2 separate regions of the Rattus norvegicus genome follow, and region 2 is linked to region 1. Evidence: chromatin contacts called from public Hi-C data. All regions are on one chromosome and are shown on one strand. The core of a region is the stretch at or near the end of the contact, and the rest is flanking DNA. Distances in the headings are between cores, read along the strand shown. Region 1 holds the start of Mtus1 (microtubule associated scaffold protein 1). Region 2 overlaps Mtus1 (microtubule associated scaffold protein 1).

Region 1 (4,328 bases), core at 366-2,865:
GTGAGCAGCAGGTATCCGATCCCTTGGGACTGGAGATGGCTGTGAGGGGTCACATGTAGGGTGCTGGGAGCGGAACATGGGTCCTCTGGAAGTCTAGCCATTAACTGCCAAGCCTTCTCTTAAGCCCCTTAAAACAAAACTTTTAGTAAATGTACATTATTGGTTATTTCTTCCTTTGGGTAGTTTAAGCCAATGGGTTTCCCTGTGACAGAATCGTTTACTATTAACAAAAGAACCACAACCCCTGAAAAAGATCCCACCCAGAAACCAAAAAACTGACTACACGGACAAGCGTGGGTGTGTCTATTTGTGACACTAATTTTATTTCTCATTCAGTTTGCAGTTTTGATTCTTACTGATACCTTTTTAGAACATGTTTTTGATAGCAAATGAGGAGCTTGGCTTTTGGTTTTGTTCTGGTTTTTTTGTTTTTGTTTTTGTTTTTGTTTTAATATTCCGAATTTGGAGAAAGGAGTTTAATGGTTTTAAAAATAACAACCTGTGATTTAACAGAGGAAAAGAAAGCCCAAAGATCTGTTTCTTTGACGCTAATTCAGTGGTACGACCTCTTCACAGAGGTCACCAAAGACCATGGGAAAGCACAGACGTTTACATTACACTCCTAACAGTAGCAAAATCACAGTCATGAGGAAAACAATTTTATGGTGGGGGTGGAGGGCACAGCATGAGGCACTGTATTAAGTTGCAGCATAAGGAAGGGTGAGAACCACTGCTGTAACTCCATTGTTGCTATTCCTGTTGCCCTGGATGTGTTCTTCAGGAGATTGGTTGGGTGTGGGTGTGGCCTCTGTGGGCTGCTGGTATGTTCTGTCATCCTCTGACAGGACAGGGCATGGGGTGCAAGCAAGGGGTTGAGTTATTCCAGTTCTCTCTTTCTCCTGTCCGCTCCGACTCTCAGATGCTGTGTGGGATTTCGGAATAACTGCTTTTTATCAGTTGCAACGTTCAGTGAGTTGTTGATGGTGTAAGACTTGTTTGTCTCATGGTATTGCTTACCGAGTCTCTGAAGCAGATCTGGTACACAGAAAGTGCACTAACTTGTTACATTTTTAGTTTGGTTCTCAAACTAATGAGAATTAGAGGTGAAAATTTGACACCCTGTCATTAGCGTAGTTAAAAAAAAAAAAGCAAAGCTTATTTTATTTTAAAGCTTGGAAGCATTTGTTGCTTGAAGGGTTTGATCTGTTTGCTCACTTTTAATCCAGGTAATCAGGTTTACACATAACCAGGTAAAATACCTGGAAAAATGCCCGGTGGTAATAGTGTGAGCCTGTGCAGTTAAAAAAACAAAAAGAAATGGAATCAGTTCACAGATCACTCTAATGAAATCTCATGGCTTTTTTTTTTTTTTTTTTTTTTTTTTTTTTGCCTAGCTAATAAATAGACATTAGGCATGTGAGGTGGTTAATTTCCCTTCTCCCTGTTCCAAGTAGTGACAGGACCTGCGACATCATTGGCTGTTACATAAAGCTCCTGAGACCACCCACTTTCTCCTCCCCTTTCCATCCCTGATGGGAGCCACAACAACCCATGGCATGTACAGTGTGATGTAACCAGGGCTGCCTGCTTCCGGACCTGCTCCTCACAGCTCTTGCTCAGACGGAGGGCATTGTTTTTTTAGCAACATCTGGGAGTGCGAACGGAAGCCTGGAGCCCTAGGATAGCTTTATTTCCCCCTCTGGGTGGCCTGGCGTCAGCTATGTAAGCTTGTTTTGCTCTGGCTGTGTCTCTTGGCCTGGAAGAACACCGAGTTGCAAAGGGACAGTATGTGATGGTCCCTGGAAAAGCTGCTTCCCCTGCGAAGTTCTCCCACTGGCTTCGAAGAGATGCTGTTGTCTCCCAAATTCTCCTTATCCACCATTCACGTCCGCCTAACCGCCAAGGGACTGCTTCGAAACCTCCGGCTTCCTTCTGGGCTCAGGAAAAACACTGTCATTTTCCACACAGGTTGGTCATGCCCTGGTCTCTGCTCAGCACCAAACCGGGGAGGGATATGCTGATGAACTTGCAAACGCTTCTCAGATTTCTATGGAGACAGATAATTGGGAAATAAAGCCCTCTTTAAAAGGAGAGACTTGACTGGTGACAAGGAGCAGTTTTCTCTTGTGTCGAGCAGGAGGGGAGGGTACTTCGGCAGCTGTAGGCTTGTCTGAGTTTATGGATGCAGGGTCATTGCCTTGCAACTTTCTGAAGCTCTCCTCAGCCACCAAATCTGTTATAAAAAAAAAAAAAAACCAAACACCTGTTAATTCACATCTGTCTTCAAATGATTTTTGGAAATAGGTAGTGAGCATGTTGAGACGACTTCTCTTTGCATTGGGAAAGGAGATGGTTTCTGTGGTTTTGTTTTGCAGTTTAGCAGTTTCTCACTAAGATGGCATTTCCGTATATGGAAAGACCCCCCCCCACACACACACACACACTCACATACACACACATTGTAAACACTCCTAAAATCACCCAGATGCTTGCGGAGGGCCAGTAAGCGGACCTCACTTTAGTTTTCCAGTCTTCCTAGTGCAAACAGCTGTGGTCATGGAATATTGCTGCTGCTGTCTGTGTATGCTGCTGCCGCCGCCGCCTTTCATTCTGCTGTGCGTAACCGGGAACTCTCCTGGGTGCATCCCTTCAAGCACCTGTAAACCCGTCTGCTTACGCTCAGGTACTAAGACCGCAGTGGTGGTGAATTAAGTTGATTCCATTGTGTGACAGCCTAAGTCTCCTTATAATTGGTTGGGGCTGCCCTGTGTTCCCTTTAACAGGCTTGCTTCATGGGCATGCAAATGCACGATTTTCCCATGCCATGTGTGTGTGTTTCCTGTGTGCCTCTTGTTTTTCAGTTGGCTCACTGTCCCTGGTGATTTTCTTTTTTAAATCGTGCTGACAGCTTTTCATCTTCTCAGCGGCATCTGCCTTCCCTGTGGGATGATCTTGATATTTTTTTCCCCAGCTTCCTTTCCTCGTTTCATAACTCCCCTTGGCCGGGCATTTGAGTTGGCTGGCCTTTCCTTCCAGGTCTGATGGCTGAAGGTAAATGAAGAGAACTGGGGCCATGCCCAGCCCAAATGCCACTGTGATTCATTTCACCCCTAAAAAAAAAAAGGTGGGGGCCATGGTGGGGGGAGCTTGCTGGCTGCTGAGACCTTGGCTTTAATTGCCTGTCCCCTGAAATTAAAAATATATTACAACTATATAAAAAAGGTTAAAAAAATACAGGTGTGCTCTGTTACTGTTACTATTATATTATTAATTTTTTCATATAATTTTCATCCTATTCTTTCTCCTCCAGCTCTTCCTGGTTCATCCCACCCCCCTACATTATACAAACAAGTGTGCTTTATGTTAACAATAATTTCCGTGTTCCAAAGCACAAGCAGCTCCCAATATTAATTTCTAAAACTAATGTAGGACCTGCTCTAAGGTAAAAGGCTTGGGAGCAGTGGGCAGATAGGATCTAAATACATTATATGTGTGTGAAATTTCTAAAGAGTAAATTTTCAAAATAAAATCAGAAAGAGAAGGTCTGAGGGCACAGCGTCAGCCAAATGTGCCTCTTTCTAACCCCGACTCTATCGTCTCTCACTGTCACAGTCTTCTGGTTACCTTTCCTACAGTAGGTTAGCCAGAAACAAGCTTATGGGAGCCTTTCATAGCCTCATCGTTAGGCAGACTTGGAAGCTTGGTTTTGCTGTTTTAATTGCTGCCCTTTGTAAGGTTACCGTATCTTAGAGTTTCATGGTTACCCACTTCATTCTTCTTTGGGTGGAGAAGGTGCCAGGGATGGAGCCGGGTCTGGTACCTGCTTGACTGGCGCTCTACCTACTGAGCCGCACAACCCAGCCTTTATCCCAGACCTTTAACAGTGTGAAGCGCTGCTGACTGAACAGTGCTTTCACTTGTTCCACCCACCGATGGCTTGACGTTTGTTTGTAAACGCCTTTGTTAAGCTGGTACTTTGAGCCTGAATGACCAGAGTTCAGTTAATAATGTGTTTTCTTGCCATGTTGTTTTCTGAGCTTATAGAAGTATTTTAAAACCCTTTTGCTGAGAGTCCTAGTCCTTAGACCTGTAATACACGTAGCAGGGAGAGTGCTCCTTACTTTACCCTGGGAAGGCCCGGGCACATGAACTGACTTGCCCAAGCGCACACAGTAAGTGAGGCAGCAGCACAACCTGTGAGCTCTGTTTACATTTTTTACCTTAAAGATTTTTCCCCCAGCTGTGAGTATGGCGCTCTCTCAGCACCAGGGACTGGGGACGAAGGAGTGCTTTCCTCGTCAAGATTGTTAAGTTCCTATAAGAAATTG
Region 2 (4,563 bases), core at 1,104-3,603, 45 kb after region 1:
AACGAACATACATACATACATACATACATACAGGCAAGTATTCACATACATAAAATTCAATTAATTTTTAGAAGTTGACAGGGAATTATGCGACTGCCCTCAAATGAAGGGATTTATCTTAAGTTCCTCCCCAAACCCTTTAAGGGGAACCACATGGAATTTTATCTCGAAGAGCCTGGATTTAAAGTTACATGTGCAATATGTTTGGGGCCCTCTCCTGACCTTTACAAAGGAGGTTATTTGACCCACAGAATACATTTTCTCCTTCTGTGAAGTCAAGAACTTGAAGAGTTGAATAAAGCAAATCCAAGTCTCCCTCAGGATTCCTCCTCCAGAAGGGAAGGTAGTTTTGGATTCAGGATGTGCTTGTCTGTCTTCGAAACCATTGAATCCTATCGGAGAAACTTCTACTCAACACCTGGCCAATAGGTCATACATACATACACACACACACACACACACACACGCACACACACACACACACACACACACACACACACACGCGCGCGCGCGCGCGCGCATGTATACTGACAGACAGACAGACAGACAGACAGTTGATTTGTATCAGATTGTTGGGTAGTTCAGTTGAGTTTCCATCATACCAGGATTGGGTTATTGGGGCATTTCACAATGGTGGAATCACGAGTGTCCATTCAGGAGACCGTATGTGTTCTGTGGTAGTGTGATGGCTGCCCTGGAGCTATGGCCAAGCCAGCGTAACCACGAGGAAAGCCCAGAGGCTCAGGACGTTAGCACTGAGTGTCATTTTCCACAGCCCTGTATATGGTACTGCCTTTGCCTGGGTTTCTCCTCAGGTGCTGACGTTGCTTAGAGAAAACCACTGTTTCCTTTTCTTCCTCCAGATACCAGATACGGACTGGAGCGAGCTCTCTATCCTGAGCTCAGTTTTTAGGTTATAAGTGACGGATTCTTATTAAAATCTGATGAAAGTGGTACCTACCATACTAAATAACTGGAAAAACAAGTTTGTTGTCAATACTGTGACCAAAGTCTTTGGGGTTAAACAGATATTAATTTTTTTTTAACTTCCTTGAAATGCTGTAAGAAGTTAAATCAAGCATGGTGACTCGTCTTTATAATTCTGTCACTTGGGAGCCTGAGACAAATGGATAGTGAGACAAATTAAGGCCAGACTGAGCCGAATGAGTCCCAGGTCAGCCTGGCCTATAGAATGAGACCTTGTATTAAAAAAAAGACAAAAGAGGAAAAGAAACTTACATTTAGCTGGCCCTGTCAGGGAATGCATTCCCCCAGCAATGGGAAGCTGAGGCAGAAGGATTACTGTAAATATCAAGTCAGCCTAGGTTTCAAAGCATGACTCTGTTTTGTTTTGTTTTTTAAAGAGGTGGGGGATAAGTCGCCTGCTGCTTGTTCTCCAAGTCTTATCAGAGAATCAGAGGTTGGACTCTGTAATATGTGAAATAAATCAGCCGTTGTCTTAATGTGTTTTTTCCAGAAAAACCCTCAGGTCATGTATCTGGAGCAAGAACTAGAAAGCCTGAAAGCTGTGTTGGAGATCAAGAATGAGAAGCTGCATCAGCAGGACCTGAAGCTAATGAAGATGGAAAAGCTGGTAGGTCTCCTGGGGGGCAGAGTGAGCACAGCCTGTGTGTGTGCGCATGCGTGGGTGCGCATGCGTGGGTGCGCATGTCCATGCGCGAGCGGTGTTGCCTGGGAAATAGGACGGCAGAGCTTAGAGCTTTGGAGCTGTGGGGTTGAGCTCTCTTGTACTTAATGATATTTGGAAAGTACCCAAAGGGTCAGAGCTGCATTTTTCGTTTCCAAGTCTATTAAAAGCTTCATTGCTGCTTTCTAGAACTTTTTTTATAGAATGCACACAAAGCATTTAGTTTTGGAAAAAGTATAACAAATCAAGTTCACATTTCAGTAGTCTGTGAATCTTTACTTGCCTAACCAGAAAAAAAAAAATTATTCTAAAACCAGTACGTTAATGCAGCACCCACTCTGGATAGAAAGACAGTGAACGTCTCAGTTAACTAGTGCCATAGAATTTATTAGAATTCTGTATCTTTTTATAAAGAATTTGAATCTGATACAAGAATTGTGTGTTGATAAGATTAGCCCAGTTGGAAAACAGCAAGCATTATTGGAAACCATAATAAGAGTTTGAACCTACTCGATGCTGTGTTTGAGGGGTGTGCCTGATGTGTACTGTCAGCCTTGGTCCAGCCCTGAAACTCAGAGTCTGCTAGCCAGGACGTGAACTAGGCTGGAAGCATTTCTCAGCAGCTTTAAGTGACCCTGGCTAGCGGCTGCCTGCTGTACTTTGCTCCCAACTGCCAGCCTCCCAAGGCTGCCTGTCCCTCCTCCACCCAGCTGTGGATGACTCACCACGCTTGGAAGAAATGTCTCATTCAAAGTTAGACTAGCCTTGGACAGAAGGGAGCATAAAGGTTACTCTTATCTGTTTGGCTTTTTGGTTTGGGGAGATTTGGCTTAGTTTAGTGTTTTGTTTCCTAGAGATAATTAACTGCTTTTCGAGGGAGGCAGTGCTTAAGGAAACATGAAGGCATTACTTCACTTCGTCAGGAAATGTGGGAGTGGGGAGAGTATTCCCTTTTTTTTTTATACACAGTTTGAATGCCATAATGAAGAATGGAATTACGTCATTTGCAGAAATAATTGGTGGAGATTATCCTATTAAGTGAAAAAAGCCAGACCCAGAAAGACAAATATCATTTTCCTCCCCTATGTGGAGCCGAGATGATGAACAAGCATATGTGTGACATGAGACTAGGGGGACAGCATTGGAAGAGAGTAGGGGCTGGCAAAAGAGAGGCAGGAATGAGAAACAGAGGGCAGATACAATTAATGTACATTATACACTTAAAAATGGCACTGTGAAGGCTCATTACTGTGCACAGTAAACACGTGCTAGTGATTTTTAAGGGAATACATATGTAGTGACCAGGGGACCTATCCATTTTTAGCAATCAGACATGAGTGTTTCTTAGATTCTGTACCTTCACTGTATAGCAAACTTGGTGTCGTGATCAGGCTGGTCACTTGACACATCACTATGGCTCAACTGGGACTGAATGGTCACAAAGAGCCTTACTCCCACACTGACGCTTTGCAGACCGGTGGGTTCAGGGGCCCCTCCTAGAATACGTGATATCCTGGAGTGTTGTGGAGTCCTTGTGGGCTCTCCCAGTCATAGAGACACGTGTGGCAGTTCAGGTTGCACCTCTGATACAAAGATTATTGTCTAAGATTTTACATTGGTTATGTCCTGTCAACCCTAAAGTTCCAAGGGTTTAGGCCACCCAAGGGTCTGGATGCCGGCTGCACTGACAGACTGAGAGCTGCCACTGCAGTCTAGTCTGTTGACAAACGTGAAGGCCAGGGCTCACTAGAGTCGGTTTGAGTGCAGTCACAGTAAAGACCCCCAGATGCCAGGCCTACAATGCAGCGACTGTTCCTAGGAATGGAACCAGAGAGTGGCTCAGTGTGAGTTCATCCTCATGGCTTTTGGTAGTCGTGATTCGCCTGGGTGGCTCAGGATTGCTTTCTTGCCCACCATGAAGCATATTGTCTCCCAAGCCGCTAAGGAATTCTCCCAACCGGCATTTTAAGTCCAGCCCAGTTCCAGTTTGAGAGAATACATCCCATCTATCACGTGGGGGTCGGGATGGCAGCAGACATGTACGGCTGGGACTCTTCACCTCTGCCCGTCTTGGAGGTACCAGAAGTACAGGAAGTGCATTTTTTTTAAAGGAATGCATGAAACTCCTAGTTGTTAATAGGTCCAACCCAGTGCACACAGCAGGTCTTGACAAAGGTCATCCGGTGACACCTGTTCAGCAGGACGACAGCGATGACTCAGGAAACCCTGTTAACACACTGTCGCTCCATCTCCCACTCATGTACCTGAACTTATCAGAGGATCTCAAGTGATACAAGGCCCTACTGTAACAGTACGAACACGTTTTAACTTCTATTGAGCCAGGATAGTTCTGTTTTGTGTCACAGCCAAAGAGGCATCATAACAGTGCCAGTCGGCATCACCCCGTTGTTTTTACAGGAAGAAAGGTTGCTATGACAATGGGTACACTTGTTGCCTCTGCTGTGCTGTGTACTTATCAGCTCCAGGCCTTTAGAGACGATAGAAACACTTAGTAAATTAGGGTTCTCTAAAGGGAACAGGGTTAACGCAGTGATATATTCAAGGAAGATTGGCTAGATGGGCTTACATGATGAGCTTAGAGTAGTCCAGCAATGGCTGCTGGCGAGGCTGAGGACCTGGTACATGTTCGACCCACAAGGTTGGGTACCTCTGTAGTTCCAATGTGGTGCCAAAGGCCAGTGGGACTTGTGGAGAGCCTCTTGATCATCAGTCCACACTGGAAGCCCAGAGAAGCTGATTCTAATATCAGAGACAGAATCGGCAGCCGCAGCAATGGGGTCCATAACCTCCCTCAGTGAGCATAAGGGCAAGCGGAAGCACAGAGTCCAAAGCTCCTTCTGCATCCGTGTGGCTGAGTCACTACCGGATGGTGCTGTTCACCATTAGGCAATCTA

What was found. A called contact is a pair of places that touch in the nucleus more often than the background predicts.
Region 2: a contact with region 1 is called in a Hi-C map of Schwann cells, with 2.9 times the contacts expected there. The contact joins the enhancer-like site here to the promoter of Mtus1 in region 1. A contact is called at or near these places in 5 of 12 Hi-C or Micro-C datasets (Schwann cells, frontal cortex, hepatocytes and 2 more).

Annotation. Positions count from the first base shown.
Region 1 is chr16:57,997,117-58,001,444 of GRCr8, forward strand. It overlaps Mtus1 (microtubule associated scaffold protein 1), which reads left to right and starts at 1,616. Exons shown (of 10, transcript NM_178093.2): 1 at 1,616-1,968. The coding sequence starts at 1,848. LOC120097428 (a long non-coding RNA gene) reads right to left here. Exons shown (of 2, transcript XR_005494810.2): 2 at 2,154-2,233.
Region 2 is chr16:58,041,723-58,046,285 of GRCr8, forward strand. It overlaps Mtus1 (microtubule associated scaffold protein 1), which reads left to right. Exons shown (of 10, transcript NM_178093.2): 8 at 1,478-1,594. Among named protein-coding and RNA genes, the nearest start is that of Mtus1, 45 kb to the left of the region's middle. Within about 2 kb of position 2,354, at least 54 of the 93 cell types and tissues checked have an H3K27ac peak or open chromatin away from gene starts, as enhancers often do. A contact at or near this core is called in Schwann cells, where this site is marked.